Regions from separate parts of the Mus musculus genome. Here regions 2 and 3 are each linked to region 1. Evidence: chromatin contacts called from public HiChIP or PLAC-seq and promoter capture Hi-C data. All regions are on one chromosome and are shown on one strand. The core of a region is the stretch at or near the end of the contact, and the rest is flanking DNA. Distances in the headings are between cores, read along the strand shown.

Region 1 (4,569 bases), core at 1,152-3,651:
TCAAAAAGTAAGAGTCCCGCTGAGAAGCGCAAGTGACTCTCAAGCCTGTCTGGGGATGAAAGAAGCAGCCATGTTTGAGGGCAACTCAGCAGCACTGAGGCTGTTAGAGCCCAGTGGGAGGAGCTTTTCCCGAATCTCAGCCTTGCCACAAACTCTTTGTAGGACTGTGGGCAAATGGCCAACACCAATATACTCTGGACCCCAATTACTTAAAACTTCAGGGGCTCCCACTTTCAGCATGACTACTACAGGCTCTCTAGTCTGCCTTTGTTCTGACCGCACAGAGGGGGCTGGTCTTGCCCTCCAATGGACCTGCGGAGCAGACCTTCACTTCTGTAACACTCGGCCCTGGATTCTGGTGCCCCTACTTTAGATCTCACAATATTTGACAGCTAAAATTTTCCTGGTGGGTGGGTCTGCTTCCCTGTGGGATCTCTTACTGAAATCGGAGTCCATTTCCTATCTCTTTAACTTGTCTGGTCAGCATCCACTCCCACGCTAGGATTGTCCTAGGCTCTTGACACTGAAAAAAAAGTAAAAACCACAAGAGTAAACCCAGCGTTTGATGGATGCTCTCTGCCGAGGCTGGGCAGAAATCTGGATTTCTTTACTCAAAGATCTGTCCTCCTTTGTATATGGCCTTTGCTTTCTCTCAAGTTTAAGAGTGAAAAGTGGTATTAAGTGAGATGATAGATAGTACCAGGGATGTGAGCTCATTCTCATGACATCCTTTTTTGCTCCCCTTGTTCCGTTCCTTAATTTTTAATAATGGTGCTGTGAGCATGCTACTCTTCCTTGTCCTTCAAGGAACCCTGCCTCTGGTGGCTTTGCAGAGAAGTCTCAGCCCAGCAGAGGAGAAAGATGAGTAAGGGGACTAAGAACATTTCTCAGAAGTTCTGACCACTGTGCAGCGTACAATTCTCGGATGAAGGTTGAGATGTTTGCTGTCTGATCCTGAAATCCCAGCTGCTGTTCCACAGCAGACAGAGAGCCTTGTGCATCTAAGTTAGGCATGAGGTAACCAAAGGCTGGAACTATTGTCTCTGCGTACTTCAGCCTAACTTGCTTCAGAATAGAGATTAGAGTCCAAGAGTCAAAATGATCACACAGAACAGGGAACTGTTTTCAAGACACAGGGGAGTATGCCGGGGGCGGGGGCGGGGGCGGGGGGGGCGTGGCACAGGGCAACTAAAGGGATAGAAAGAGGCACAGGAAGAAAAAAGGCCACTTTAGGATCAGCAAGAGAAAGACCTCCAGCCATTGCTGGCCATAGGGATCTGGCTGAAAATAAAACTAGGTGGAAATTGAAACATGTGTACAGCCCAAGTCAGACTTATGAGAGAATGCACTATCTGTGTTTAAGGGCCTTGGAAAATGACTTAGGGGCCTTGGAGAAGTGACTCGGGGCATTTGAGTTTTGTGAAGCTGGAACTCTGCAGATCCTGACTGGACTCCCAGTCAGTGGGAGAAGAATTCAAGGAGAGGGTGCATCCCAGCAGTCTGACAGACAGAGAACTGTAAGGGACACGACACCACACTGTGAGGTCAAACACCAGAGAGCTCTGAGCAGTGCTGCCTGCTGCCTGCTGGCTACTGTCTGAAGGGCTGCATCTCTGGCCTCACTGGGGCTTGTGTATTTGAGGATAAGGCTCCCTTTCCTGCCATCTTTTAAGTTGTGTATTATAGAGACTATAAACTATGCACAAAAATAAACACACTAATCTAATAGACCCCTTTGTACCTATCAACTATTTTCAACAACTATAAATCCACAGTCTTTCTTACAGGCATTACATAATTTCATCTAAAATAGTCCATGCTGCATTTCTAAAGCATAAATACTGTTTGGGCTAGAGAGATGGCTCAGCCCTTAAGAGCACACACTGCTCTTACAGAGAACCCAAGGGCAGTTTCAAGCACACACATCAAGCAACTCACTATAGCCTGTGACTCCAGCTCCCAGGATCCAAAGTCTCCAAGAGCACCTGTACACACATGTATGTTGTGTATACCCAAACATACCCAAACATAGAACTAAAAATAAACTGAATATCAAAACAAGCCTTTAACCAGACTTCTTTTCTATTGCCTGTAGTGCTGGCAAGCATCAAGTAAGTGCTCAACTTTGCAACCCTTTCCATCGGAGGACTGTGGTTTCTGTAGAACTCTACCCTCCCCCCCCCCCATCCCACATAGAGAGAAAACTGAAGCAGGTTCCCCAGGAAAGATGCAGTCCACACCCTCGCCGTCGAGTTTTTCTCTGTAGTGATGCAGCATACATATGGGAAACAGAAAGGGTGGCACCTAGAGGAGGCAAGCACATTGGCAATATACAGAGAAAGTAACCAACAAACCCCGAATTCTGCATGATGCCCAGAGGAGCTGGGCCTGGTGCCAGGAGCTGAGACATGCTTCCATTGTCACTGGCAGATGACAGATTTAGAAACAGACAGGGGATCCTCTTATCAAGAGGAACGCTGTCAGCTGAGGTCATTCGCATTTCAAAAGTACAATCAACCCAACGTGAGCTGGGGGTATTAAACATGATTTTTCTCACCTTGAATGACCCCTTCTCCCTACATTAAGCTGCCTATTTAGATCATTTAAACCGTGCGGCAGCAAATTGAAAACATGGGCTTTCTGGGCTGTGTATTTTCTTTCTCGTGTTGGAACATTTCCCTTGAGAACCCCAGGTCTCATGATCATGGCAAAGAAAGTCCCACATGACTTTCTGATTAAGCGCTTCGTGATGTGCACGTACAAGCTGATGAATCGATTTTTTCTTTCTTTCTTTCTTTCTTTCTTGGCTAAAGTGCAGCATCTGCTTCGAAGAAACACATTGCGCTGCCACTTCTCTGTCAGCTGCTTGATCTGTTTGTCAACAAAACCGAGTGCAAAGGGATTGTACTTCTACAAAAGTAATCTCATCTCAAAGCAGCTTGTCCAAAGATTCTACAAGGCATCACAATGACCCCAGATGACATTATCTATCTGCCTGATTGCTAGATGTGGCTCTCTGCAGTCACAAGTCACTAAAGGACTCAAATATGCATTTTCCCTACTGCTCTGAACTAATGCTTCCTGCTGTGAGGGTTGGGATAGCGTCACATGCCAGCTTTTAGATATTTGTATTCACTGACTGATTTAAAATACAGACCGAATACCAAAACCAGTCACTATTTACTTTAATATCAGTAATCCTGACTTGATCAAAAAATATTCACAAGAATTTCTCCCCCCCCCCCCGCCAGTTTGTGTATGTTTTTGCCATTCCTTTGAATTAATGCATTACATCAAAGTGTCTAGCTTTTTTTTAAAGAAGCTTTGTTATAATTTCCTTTGACCTCTTTTATGTGCATCCAAGAAAAGGCCCAGAGCAGCAGCTTTCTCTGTTCTGGCCCCAGGGAAAGCCTTGGGGCTCCTTGGAGGCTCTGCCGTTCCCACCACAGATTCCCAAGAGAGAGAGAAAGGCTACAGCTTCCCCTACAGATTCCCAGCCATCCACCTTCCCCACTGGTAAGCCAAGTATCTCAGACAAAATTAGATAATGGAGCCGACCTTACTGTTCCACTGCCAAACCTCCTTGACTTTCTGATGAAAATATGGAACAGATAACCCTGTGGGTGGATGATTCTCAGTTCAGAAAAGAACACCAAACATATTTTAAGAAGAGGTCATTTGGCCAATAAAAGGGGGGAGTGGATATTCACTGACGATAATTTTGTCTAATTAAACTCCCTTCCCCCCCCCACCCCACCCCCAGGAGGCAGAGGATGAAAAACAAGACTTCTGGACCAGACATTACAGAGACAAGAAAGGCCATTTGTCTCCCGAATCATGTGAAGGGAGACCGTTGGCCTTTGAAGCCACTGAGCAGTAGCAAACTATGAAGCCAGCCGGTCCCTCCCCTTTGAATAGCTTCTCTGAAGGTCTCGTCTGACTTCCTCATGGCAGACTGTCTGATGTGGGGAGTCGGTGGTGTGGTCTGGAGAGCAGTGGCTCTTTCAGAATCACGCTAGCTTCCTGGGAAGCCTTGATGGTGTACTAGCTGGCAGATCTCCACCTTCATACCCAGCTCCACTCAGCAGTGGCTCCCCCCCCCCCAATAATTTGTGGAAACTAACTGAGCAGAGGAGGCAAGTCAAGACGTTTCAGTGAGCTTCTGAGGTGACGAGGGCCTGCAGAGAGTACAGTGCCTGGCCTGTTTCACAGCAGTGAGGTCTGCTCACACCTCAGCAACGACAGACCTCTGTAGACTATGAAGGTGTTAGACTTAGAAAGAAATAGTGACTTTTCATTTTATAGATCGTTTGGAATTGTTTTTAAAATGAGAAAGACGCAGAGGGCTGCATGCTGCCATCCAGTCCAGTTTTAACCTCCTTACCGAGACTACAGAAAGCAGAGCTAGTGAGGTGGCTCAGCAGCCAGGGGCTTTTGCTGTTGCCACTCAAATCCATTTCAGGATAGCAAGGTGAAAATTAGATTTAAAATTAAAAACCTGGAGAAGTCTCCATGGATAAAGGTCCGTGTTACCAAACTCAGTAACCTGAGTTCAGTCCCTAGAACCCT
Region 2 (4,569 bases), core at 725-3,224, 620 kb before region 1:
AAACAAACAAAAAAGTCCAAATATATTCTTTTTTGGGGGAGCTGTCCTGGAACTCACTTTGTAGACCAGGCTAGCCTCGAACTTAGAAATCTGCCTGCCTCTGCCTCCCGAGTGCTGGGATTAAAGGCATACACCACCACGCCGGGCTCCAAATATATTCCTTAGGTTGTATAATTTTATGCTGAACACAAGCAGTATGTTTCCCATGTTTTCAAGTTAAGGCCAATCCGCATTTGAATCATTCTTCTAACTCAACACTTCTCTTCCTTTTTATTGTGATTCTCACATCAAGCTTGAAGGTAGTTTCAATTTATTGTAAAATAGGTTAAGAAAAAAGTTCCACGGAAGGGAAGAAATTGAGAGACCATATCCCGGTTCTTCACTCAGCACCTGAGGGTGCTGGATAGCACAGGAGAAAGGGAAACTGCAAAGATACAATGGGTCACTTAGTTCTTCCTAAAAGAAAAAGGCCAGGAATAAGGATTGTTCTACATAATAGACAGCACAGCATGGGCTCAAAAGTCACTACAGTCCTGCAGTCTTATCTCAGCCCTTAATACAGTATCTTATCACCTAAAAGTCATATTCATTGAGTGAATAAATTAAATAGAAATGTTTCCTGAGAGAAAGTACAAGATCTGAACATCCACTGTCTATAGTGATGGATAGGGGCTTAAAGGTATTTAGTACTGAAATTCTGTACTAGAGACTGTAAATTTGTGGTGGCACTGTACACCATAGTAAACGACGACTGCGTATAGTACTGCAATAGAAAATATAATGGGCAATGTTTCCAGACTTGTAGATTATCTGGGCAGAAAAGAGTTTTGTTGTAGATATTAAGAATGCTTGTGTTACTTAAATACAGTCTTTTAGACAATGAGGTATTTGGGGAAATCAAAAAATGCATTAGTTTATTGTAATAATACACAAAAAGACAGCACTCTAACTGAAATAATTATTCTGGGAAATCTGCCTGGATAATATTCCAGAAGCTTGGAAAGGGTCTAAGAACTGAAGTAATCCTATGTAGAAAAAGATGCTACAGGGGGGGGGGAATGTTGGATGAGAAATTATTATTAAATTAATTATAAAGCCATTGGGAACTGGAAAAAAATGGATGAGAAGGAGCACTGTTCTATTTTGCAATCGCTTGGCCCGATGGCGAGAGTCAGATAAAATTACAGCGTTCCCAACAGTGACTAAGGTGTCCAGCAATGGAGATTTTAGTGGAAGTGGCTTGTTACGACCTGAGGCTCTACTCCAGGCTTCTGCAACCGGCCCTGTTTGGGCTTCAGGAAGTGAGGGGAAAATTACTCCCCCAGAACAAGCTTCAGCCTATATTTGATAGTGCTGAAGACAGGACTCAGCAAACACTAGGTGACACTCGACACCCGGGCACTGATGGCGGGCGGGCGGGCGAGCGCCCCCGCTTCCTCACCTGGGAACACCTGACTCCTCTCTGAGAGATTCAGCCCTGGGAGGCTGGCACAGCCCATGCCCGATGACCGAGGCCAGAGAGGCCACAGGGGGCTGCGTGGTCACGTGGTCCCCGCCCCATTTCCCTCGGCCCTCGGTGGGCGGTTGGGTCCAGTCGGGAGGCCCTTACCCATGTGCTGCGTGTCCAACTGTACGGCCGGCATCTCCTTGAGAGGAATGTGGCCAGTCCCGCCGTCCCTGCAGCAGCGCAGGCAGCACCACGCCGACGCGGCCATGGCGTAGCTACACAGCCCCACCGCTCCGCCCGCGCCCGAGTGCTTCTGGGTCGCGGGAGCCTCGCAGCCCGCACAGCGACGCCAGGGCCGGGAGGCGAAGCGGAGACTGAGGCGAGGTCCCCCGGCGAAGGAGCGAGGACCGCCCGGAGGGGCGGGGCGGTGTCGGGAGGTGGGCGGGGCCAGCGGCCAGCCCAAGTCAAAGAGGGTGTGGCGGGTGGGCAGGGCGCTGTAGAGAGCCGAGCAGGGGCCCGGGCTTGACTGACTGAAAGAGGGCGGGGCCAGTGGCCTGACGCCTGGAAGAGGGCGGAGTTGGGGAAAAGGTCCGGGTTTCTGAAAGTGGGCGTGGCCAGTGGCCTGACTGACATGGGGTGGGCGTGGCGGCGTGCGCAGGCGTGCTGCGGCGTCCTCCCCTAGGCCCTGTGGCTGGCAGGTGAATGGTGGAGCTGAGAGTCGTCGGGATTCCCTGCGGCTGTGGTTGTTGCTGGTTTGACAGGGCCTTCTGTGCTGTTTATAGGGTCTGGAACTCCAGCCCTGACCGCCTCAGCCTCCGTAGTAGCTCCGTGCTGTGTCGGCGCGCTACTGGTAGCTGCCTGGGGCGGCTCCGCAGTGATTTTTAGGGATCGGCAGACCTCCTTTGGGCATGGAGCTAATAAAACGCCCGGGAGTTTTCCGTCGGAACTCTCCGGCTCTCCGCATCCTGCCACGCAGACTCCGAGGACCCGGTCTTTGGGTGTGCGGCGAGGCTCTTCGCATTTTCCATGCACCGGCGTTTATCATTGGGTTGATTGCTGCGTGGACCCAGGACTTGCAAGCAGTCACCCTTATGAGGGGACTACGGGAAGGGGTCGGGACAGGGCCGAAAGACGACTTTTTAAAAAGTCATTATTGTATATTCGTGCTCAGGACGTGCGTTCAGGCGCTCTCGTGCCACGGCAAGGTCTGAAGACAACTCTCAGAAATAGGTTTTCTTCCCCCTACCTTGGAGATCCGGGAATCGAACTCAGGTCTTCAGGCTTGCTTTCCGATCAGACAGTCTTACTCAGCTTTCTGGTGCACCAATGGTTCCTAGAAATGTGAAGGGAATGCCCTGAGAGAGGGTGAAGAGAAACTCAGCTCTTACGGGGGTCTGCTGCTTCCTATTACCATATCGAAGGAAGGCCCCAGTGGGGGTCACTTGTTATCTGTCTGTCGTTATCCCTCACACCCCATGGTGTCCCAACAGAATCTGGCTCAAACCTCTCTTCCAAGATAAGATTCCCACCCTGGAAGTTTTCTGGGTCTTCATCAAATCCTGGAAAACTGAACAAAAATTCCCAATTCTTTAGTAATGGTTTCCCATACATAACCTTTTAGTCACCTGAGTGTAAATATACTTTATTGAGATTTTTAGCCATAGGATGAGGGAAAAATTTCAGACTTTGGTTTCTTCTATTTATAAAAATATTTTTAGGGCTGGAGAGATGGCTCAGCAGTTAAGAGCACTGGCTATTCTTCCAGAGGTCCTGGGTTCAATGCCCAGCAACCACATGGCAGCTCACAACAACTGTCTGCAACTCCAGTTCCAGGGGATCTGACATCCTCAAACACCAATGCACATAAAATATAAACAAATACATAAATAAATATTATGATACTAAGGGAGATATCCAAGGCTTTTTTTTACTTTGAGACTTAGTTATTACAGAATTAATACCCAAAGTAATTGCTAAAATAATTTCAGACTATCCCCTCTCCCTCACTGCCTCTATATCTATTGAAGTACTCTTGATAATCCTCTCTTTCTCTCTCTCTCACTCTCTCTCTCTCTCACACACACACACACCACACGATAGACTTTTTGCAACATTTCAAGCTCAATACTGTCCCTACTTTATAGATGAAGAAATAGGTTAAATGACTGTGCAATTTCACAAAGGTAGAAAATATACAAAGTATGATACAAACCCCAGGGGTCCAACTCCAGCCCTTTATTTGCTTCACCACATCTTTTAGCATCTCAGATTTTAAAGTTTAAACTTAAAATTAAGGTTACAACCCTCTAAAAATATTCGGTTAAAAAATGCAAATTTGTGCTTCATTTTTTTTTGCATGTTTCATTAGTCTTCACATTAGCTAATCTGCTATAACATATGTAAATAAAATTTGTTTTATGTCCGACTTTCCAGGTAAAGATGGCAGAGCGCAGTTACAGCTTCTTGCTGACTACACTACATTCAGCCCATCTAGCAAGCTTGTCCAGATTGAATATGCTTTGGCTGCAGTAGCTGGAGGGGCCCCTTCAGTGGGAATTAAAGCTGCAAATGGCGTAGTATTAGCAACTGAGAAAAAAAGCAGAAATCCATCCTGTATGATGAAAGGAGTGTTCACAAGGTGGAGCCCATAACCAAACACATCGGTGTGGTGTATAGTGGCATGGGCCCCGATTACAGAGCACTTGTACACAGAGCCCGGAAACTTGCTCAGCAATACTACTTGTTTACCAAGATCCCATTCCCACAGCCCAGCTGGTACAGAGGGCAGCACCTGTGATGCAGGAGTACATGCAGGCAGGTGGTGTTCGTCCATTCAGTGTTTCTTTACTTATCTGTGGGTGGAATGAGAGACCACCGTCTTTATTTCAGTCAGACCCATCTTGCTTTGCCTGGAAGGCCACAGCAATGAGAAAGAACTATGTGAACTGGAAAACTGTCCTTGAGAAAAGATATGATGAAGACCTAGAACTGGAAGATGCCATTCATACAGCCATCTTAACCCTAAAGGAAAGCTTTGAAGGGCAAATGACAGAAGATAACATAGAAGTTGGGATCTTAGCCAGGCATGGTGGCACACACCTTTAATCCCAGCACTTGGGAGG
Region 3 (4,569 bases), core at 792-3,291, 570 kb before region 1:
AGACAGGATTTCTCTGGGTAGCTTTGGCTGTCTTGGAGCATACTATGTAGAATAGGCTGGCTTCATCCCCCAAACTCTGGGATTAAGGCCTGTGCCACTGTGCCCAGTTGCCAGCATATTATGCCTGAAGTTTTGTGTGGGCCTGGGACAAAGCTTTCATTTGCACTGACATTTTTGGTGCTGTAGGAAAGAACCTGTTTGTTACAAGATATTTGATTACTGTACATAGAAAACCTAACTGTAGGCTGGGCATGGTGGTGATGCCTTTAATCCCAGCACTTGGGAGGCAGAGGCAGGCAGATTTCTGAGTTCAAGGCCACCCTGGTCTACAGAGTGAGTTCCAGGACAGCCAGGGTTACACAGAGAAACCCTGTCTCAAAAAAACAAAAAACAAAACAAAACAAACAAACAAACAAAAAACCCTAACTGTTAGCAAACCATCAAAGACTAGGTAGATATTGTGTTATCAGCTGCAGTTAGGTGTGTCCTAACAAGAAGCAGCTTGGCTGTGCCTCAGAAAACCTTAGGTAAGAATGCTGAGGCAAATTGCTTGGGAGAAGTCTTGTGGTCTTTTCTCTGACCTGAGGCTATGTCGGTTGGGTGGCCCTGAGCCACTGTAAAGGTGAAGTGGTTTGGCTCCTACTGACTTGTCTTGGAGCCCTCCCCCCTCCCCCCATCTTGGTGGTGAAGTGGTTCAGCCTGCCAAGGGTGTGGGGGAGGAGCTAGAGGCTTCTTTTTATAGCCATTGGATGGAGGCCCCCACTCCTTTGTTTTTTGGCCTTTATGGAAGGAGCTTCAGTTAAGAGATAGAGATCATCCTTTGCGTTTGGGCTAACAGTGGAGTACAGGCAGGACTCGGGCAAAACGGAAATCTAGGTAAGAGCGCTAAGGGGCCCTGCTGGGTTTGGAGGAACTCAAGAGAAAGGTGGATTAGCTCCGTAGAATGACACAAGTTTCTAAAGAGCTGGAAGTTTAGTTGTAGGATCAGGCTTATAAATAATATATATTTTGTATATAGTTTAGAAAATGAAGCTACCTCCCCGATCTAGCAGGTTTTTACCCCAGTTTACGCTTCACGTGTCAAGTGGTATACATAAACGGTTACACGTGCCGTTGGAATTTGAGGAAACCCTCCACAGCTTCGTCTTGGTTTTCCACCTTGTAGAAAACCTGTTCATTTAGAGGATAAGGCTCTTGGTTCCACTGTAACGTTCTCGTGAGGACTAAGTTAGAAATGACAGGGATTGGTCTTAGGAATGGTGTAGCCGGGACCACAGGCAATGGGCGGAAGGGGGCAAGAGGGGCTTTTCCATGACTTGGAACCGCGCTTTCCCCAAATTTGCTCTCCTAAAGGCCCAGGCCTTCCCAAGCGGGAGTAGACGTGCTCCTCCAGCACACATCACCCTGCATTTACCGGCTTTCAAGTTTGGATAGGAACCATCTTTTTCATCCTCTGTAACCACGGTCTCCGCATAGGAGGTGGAAATCAGGGCGAGATATTTTATTTTATTTTATCTTATTTTATTTTGGTTTTTCTTTATTTTTTATTTTATTTTTATTGATTGATTGATTGATTGAGATATTTTAAAACCAGTTAAAAGTTCCTGCCTCTGAGGGGAACCGTAGTAGTGCCTTTCTTTTCTTTTCTTTTCTTTTCTTTTCTTTTCTTTTTTTTTTTTCGAGACAGGGTTTCTCTGTATAGCCCTGGCTGTCCTGGAACTCACTTTGTAGACCAGGCTGGCCTCGAACTCAGAAATCCGCCTGCCTCTGACTCCCGAGTGCTGGGAAGTAGTGCCTTTCTATAAAGTTGGGTCAATGGTTTTCTACCCAGAGATCGCCGAGCCCGCTGGGTCCTGAAAAGTAGGCAAAGTGGTGTGAAGGGTTGGGCTGTGTTTTTGTTTTTGTTGTTCTTGAAAAATGCAAGTAACAACAACAACAAAAATACAGCAATCCAAACTCGGCGCGTGGGCGTCACCAGAGCACTTATCCAGAGGCTGGGCGACCTAGGTGGTGCGCAGGCGCGGGACAGCGGGAAGCAGAGGGCGTGGTCGCCGTGTCCATTTTGCACCGGCGCAGCCCGGCCCCAGTTGGCTGGTGGAGGTGAGCAGTGTGCTCCGAGTAGGGACCGGGGGCCGGGAGTCGCTGGCCCCGCTGCCGCGGCCGGGGGACACCTGCGTGGGCGGTGACGGGCGGCACGGCCTGGCGGCAGCGGTGCTACTGTCGCGGTCGGGAAGGTCAGCGCGCCGCTGGGGAGGCCCCCTGGCTAGGAGGGGGCCAAGAATGCAGATCTGTGCCTGTGACACTCTTTCTCCTTTCTCTACAGTGTTCTCCAGTTTTACCGTCAAAACGTGAGGGAAAACGAACTGGCTCTCTCCACAGAAAATATAGTAAGCTTGCCAAAAGCATATACTTGCCTGGAACAAAGGTAAACCGTATTATTTTTCTTTATGTTCTGGTATTTATGAAGGGGAAAAATACCCGATTTTATTAGTCCTAGGACCATTCCAGATGGAAATAAAAAGAATAAGTATATCTTCACCACCTCCTTTAATAATAGGGCCTTTGTTCTTTTCATATTTCAAAACTCATGGATTCAAAAATCCATGCTTGCCATTCATTTTTTTGGTAATTACTATATATAATTTAAAAAAAGTATGCTCTAAAGGAAACAAATCCAGCAACATTTCTTCTGTGTGGTTTGTCTTAGTTGTCCAGCTACTGGGGCTGTAGAGCAGGGCTTTAGATTCCTGCAGCTTTCTAGACATTTGTATGAGGAGTGCTTTTAAAACAGAATGTCAATATATAGGCATTCTTTGTGCTAGGACTCAATGGGGCTATTAATCAATTATGCCCCCCCCCCCTTTTTTTTTGCTTTAAATTACACCTTGGAGTATGCTATCACAGTCTACCCGGGAACTACACCTCTGCCCTATTTAATGCTAAGCATCAGTTTCACACAGCCTAATATCACCTGAAAACAATCTGAACTGAGTAATTGTTTTTCAGATTGGTCTGTGGATATGTCTTCATTTACACTGGGCACACTGTGGGCAGCTCTATCTTTAGGCTGATGAACCAGCTAAGCAGGAGCCCATTATGGACAGGCAGCCATCCACATTCTTGATGGTGTCTGCTGGTTGGGAGTGGGTTCCATGGTGGAAGGCATTGTTGTGGGGAATAGAGAGCAGTTTGTTTTGCCTTGAGTTCCTGCTCTGACTTACCTCAGTGATGGACTGATTGTAACCTGCAAGTGTCAGTTGATTTTGGTCAGTGTTTTGCACTGAAAGTAACAGGTCCAGGCCCAGAAGACCCATGTCTTCAGCCTTCCTTCCCAACTGTTCTTTCCATCCATGTATTTTCTGGTAGGTCTGGAAGTTGCTCACTCTGGGCAAGCGCTTTCAGTGAGCTGCAACCTCAGCCCTGCTCTGTGAAAGGGTCTCTGACCCACCGCAGTTCATGCTTCTGTGTTTCTGGTACCCTAGTTGTATTTATTTTCAAGTAATATGAAGATAGTATTGTAAAGATCCTCATTTTGTAAAAGATAAAACATATTTGTGAAAACTATAAGAGATTTTTAGAAATCTATGGAGTAAACTTTGTTTTGGGAATCTATCCCAGTGCCTTTAGCATGCTAAGTATACCTCTGCCATTAGCATATTCTCGGCTCCTAACATAGGAAAATCATCTTTTTTCCCCCTTTTTGTGACAGTTTCCTAGTTAGACCAGGCTGGCCTTGAACTAACGTATCTGCCTTCCTCTGCATTCAGAGTGCTGGGTTTGGCTTAAGGTGTCTGCCACTACGCCTGGGTTAGAATACTAAATTTTTGACTTACTTTCTGGAGAGTTTTGAATCCTAGAACTTTGCAAATTCAAGGTCTGTGCTTTGGTGGTAGAAGGGCAAGGAGAGTCAGGCCCCATGTTTTTCCTCCGGAAGTTGGGGGCTTGGTTAGCTACTTTGGGTTTAAGCCCAGAACTTACGTTTTATTCCTACCCCTTTGTTCTCAAGATAAGTGACGCATGCTTCTAGTAACTGATTTAAGTTGGTTTACGTTTTAAGTCCAGGCGGAAACAGTAAGAATGAGACCTGTTCAGTGTTTGCTAAGGTGAGGAAATACGTGGAGAGACGGAGTGTTTTAGAAACCAGGATATGTTTGTACAAACTTGTGTGTGTGTGGGTCGAGACTGGTATACACACCCCAACACTCCCACACGCCATTTTTACTTTTTTTTTTTTTTTTAAGGCAGGGTGGCTATGTAGACCAAGTTCAGGTTATCAGTCTTCCTCCCAAGTGCTGGGATTAAAGCCATGTGCCACCATGTGCAGCTATACACACTCTGTTTAGAAGAACACTTGACAATCTTTTTCAAGTTGGGTGTCAGTGGTACACGCTTTTCATCCCAGCACTTGGGATCCAGAGGCAGGTTGATCTTTGAGTTCGAGGCCAGCCTGGGCCACAAAGTGAGTTCCAGCACAGCCAGGGCTACACAGAAAAACCCTGTCTCAAGAAAACAAACAAGAAAGCATAGCTGAGTCAGCAAGCGATCCCACTGCAAACAAGGAAAGGTGGA

The links. Promoter capture Hi-C pulls out the DNA fragments that hold promoters and counts their contacts. HiChIP or PLAC-seq counts read pairs in DNA pulled down with a chosen protein or histone mark.
Region 2: an H3K27ac HiChIP or PLAC-seq map of extraembryonic endoderm stem cells shows a contact between it and region 1, with 6 times the contacts expected there. The contact joins the promoter of Spryd7 here to the enhancer-like site in region 1. A contact is called at or near these places in 9 of 39 promoter capture datasets (the C10 cell line, HPC-7-derived erythroid cells, embryonic stem cells and 5 more), 1 of 484 Hi-C or Micro-C datasets (cortical neurons) and 4 of 115 datasets of contacts at active chromatin or transcription factors (astrocytes, bone marrow-derived macrophages, differentiating embryonic stem cells and 1 more).
Region 3: a contact with region 1 is called in a promoter capture Hi-C map of neural stem cells. The contact joins the promoter of Trim13 here to the enhancer-like site in region 1. A contact is called at or near these places in 5 of 39 promoter capture datasets (the 3T3-L1 cell line, embryonic stem cells, hippocampal neurons and 2 more), 1 of 484 Hi-C or Micro-C datasets (bone marrow-derived macrophages), 4 of 115 datasets of contacts at active chromatin or transcription factors (embryonic basal ganglia, embryonic stem cells, neural progenitor cells and 1 more) and 3 of 9 other capture datasets (adipose tissue, liver and macrophages).

The regions. Positions count from the first base shown.
Region 1 is chr14:62,171,655-62,176,223 of GRCm38.p6, forward strand. No RefSeq gene overlaps it. Among named protein-coding and RNA genes, the nearest start is that of Gm35419, 2.9 kb to the left of the region's middle. Within about 2 kb of position 2,402, at least 44 of the 459 cell types and tissues checked have an H3K27ac peak or open chromatin away from gene starts, as enhancers often do. A contact at or near this core is called in extraembryonic endoderm stem cells and neural stem cells, where this site is marked.
Region 2 is chr14:61,554,912-61,559,480 of GRCm38.p6, forward strand. Spryd7 (SPRY domain containing 7) reads right to left here and starts at 1,975. Exons shown (of 5, transcript NM_025697.4): 1 at 1,610-1,975. The coding sequence starts at 1,715. It also overlaps the pseudogene Gm4118.
Region 3 is chr14:61,597,471-61,602,039 of GRCm38.p6, forward strand. It overlaps Trim13 (tripartite motif-containing 13), which reads left to right and starts at 2,042. Exons shown (of 3, transcript NM_023233.3): 1 at 2,042-2,100; 2 at 2,324-2,425.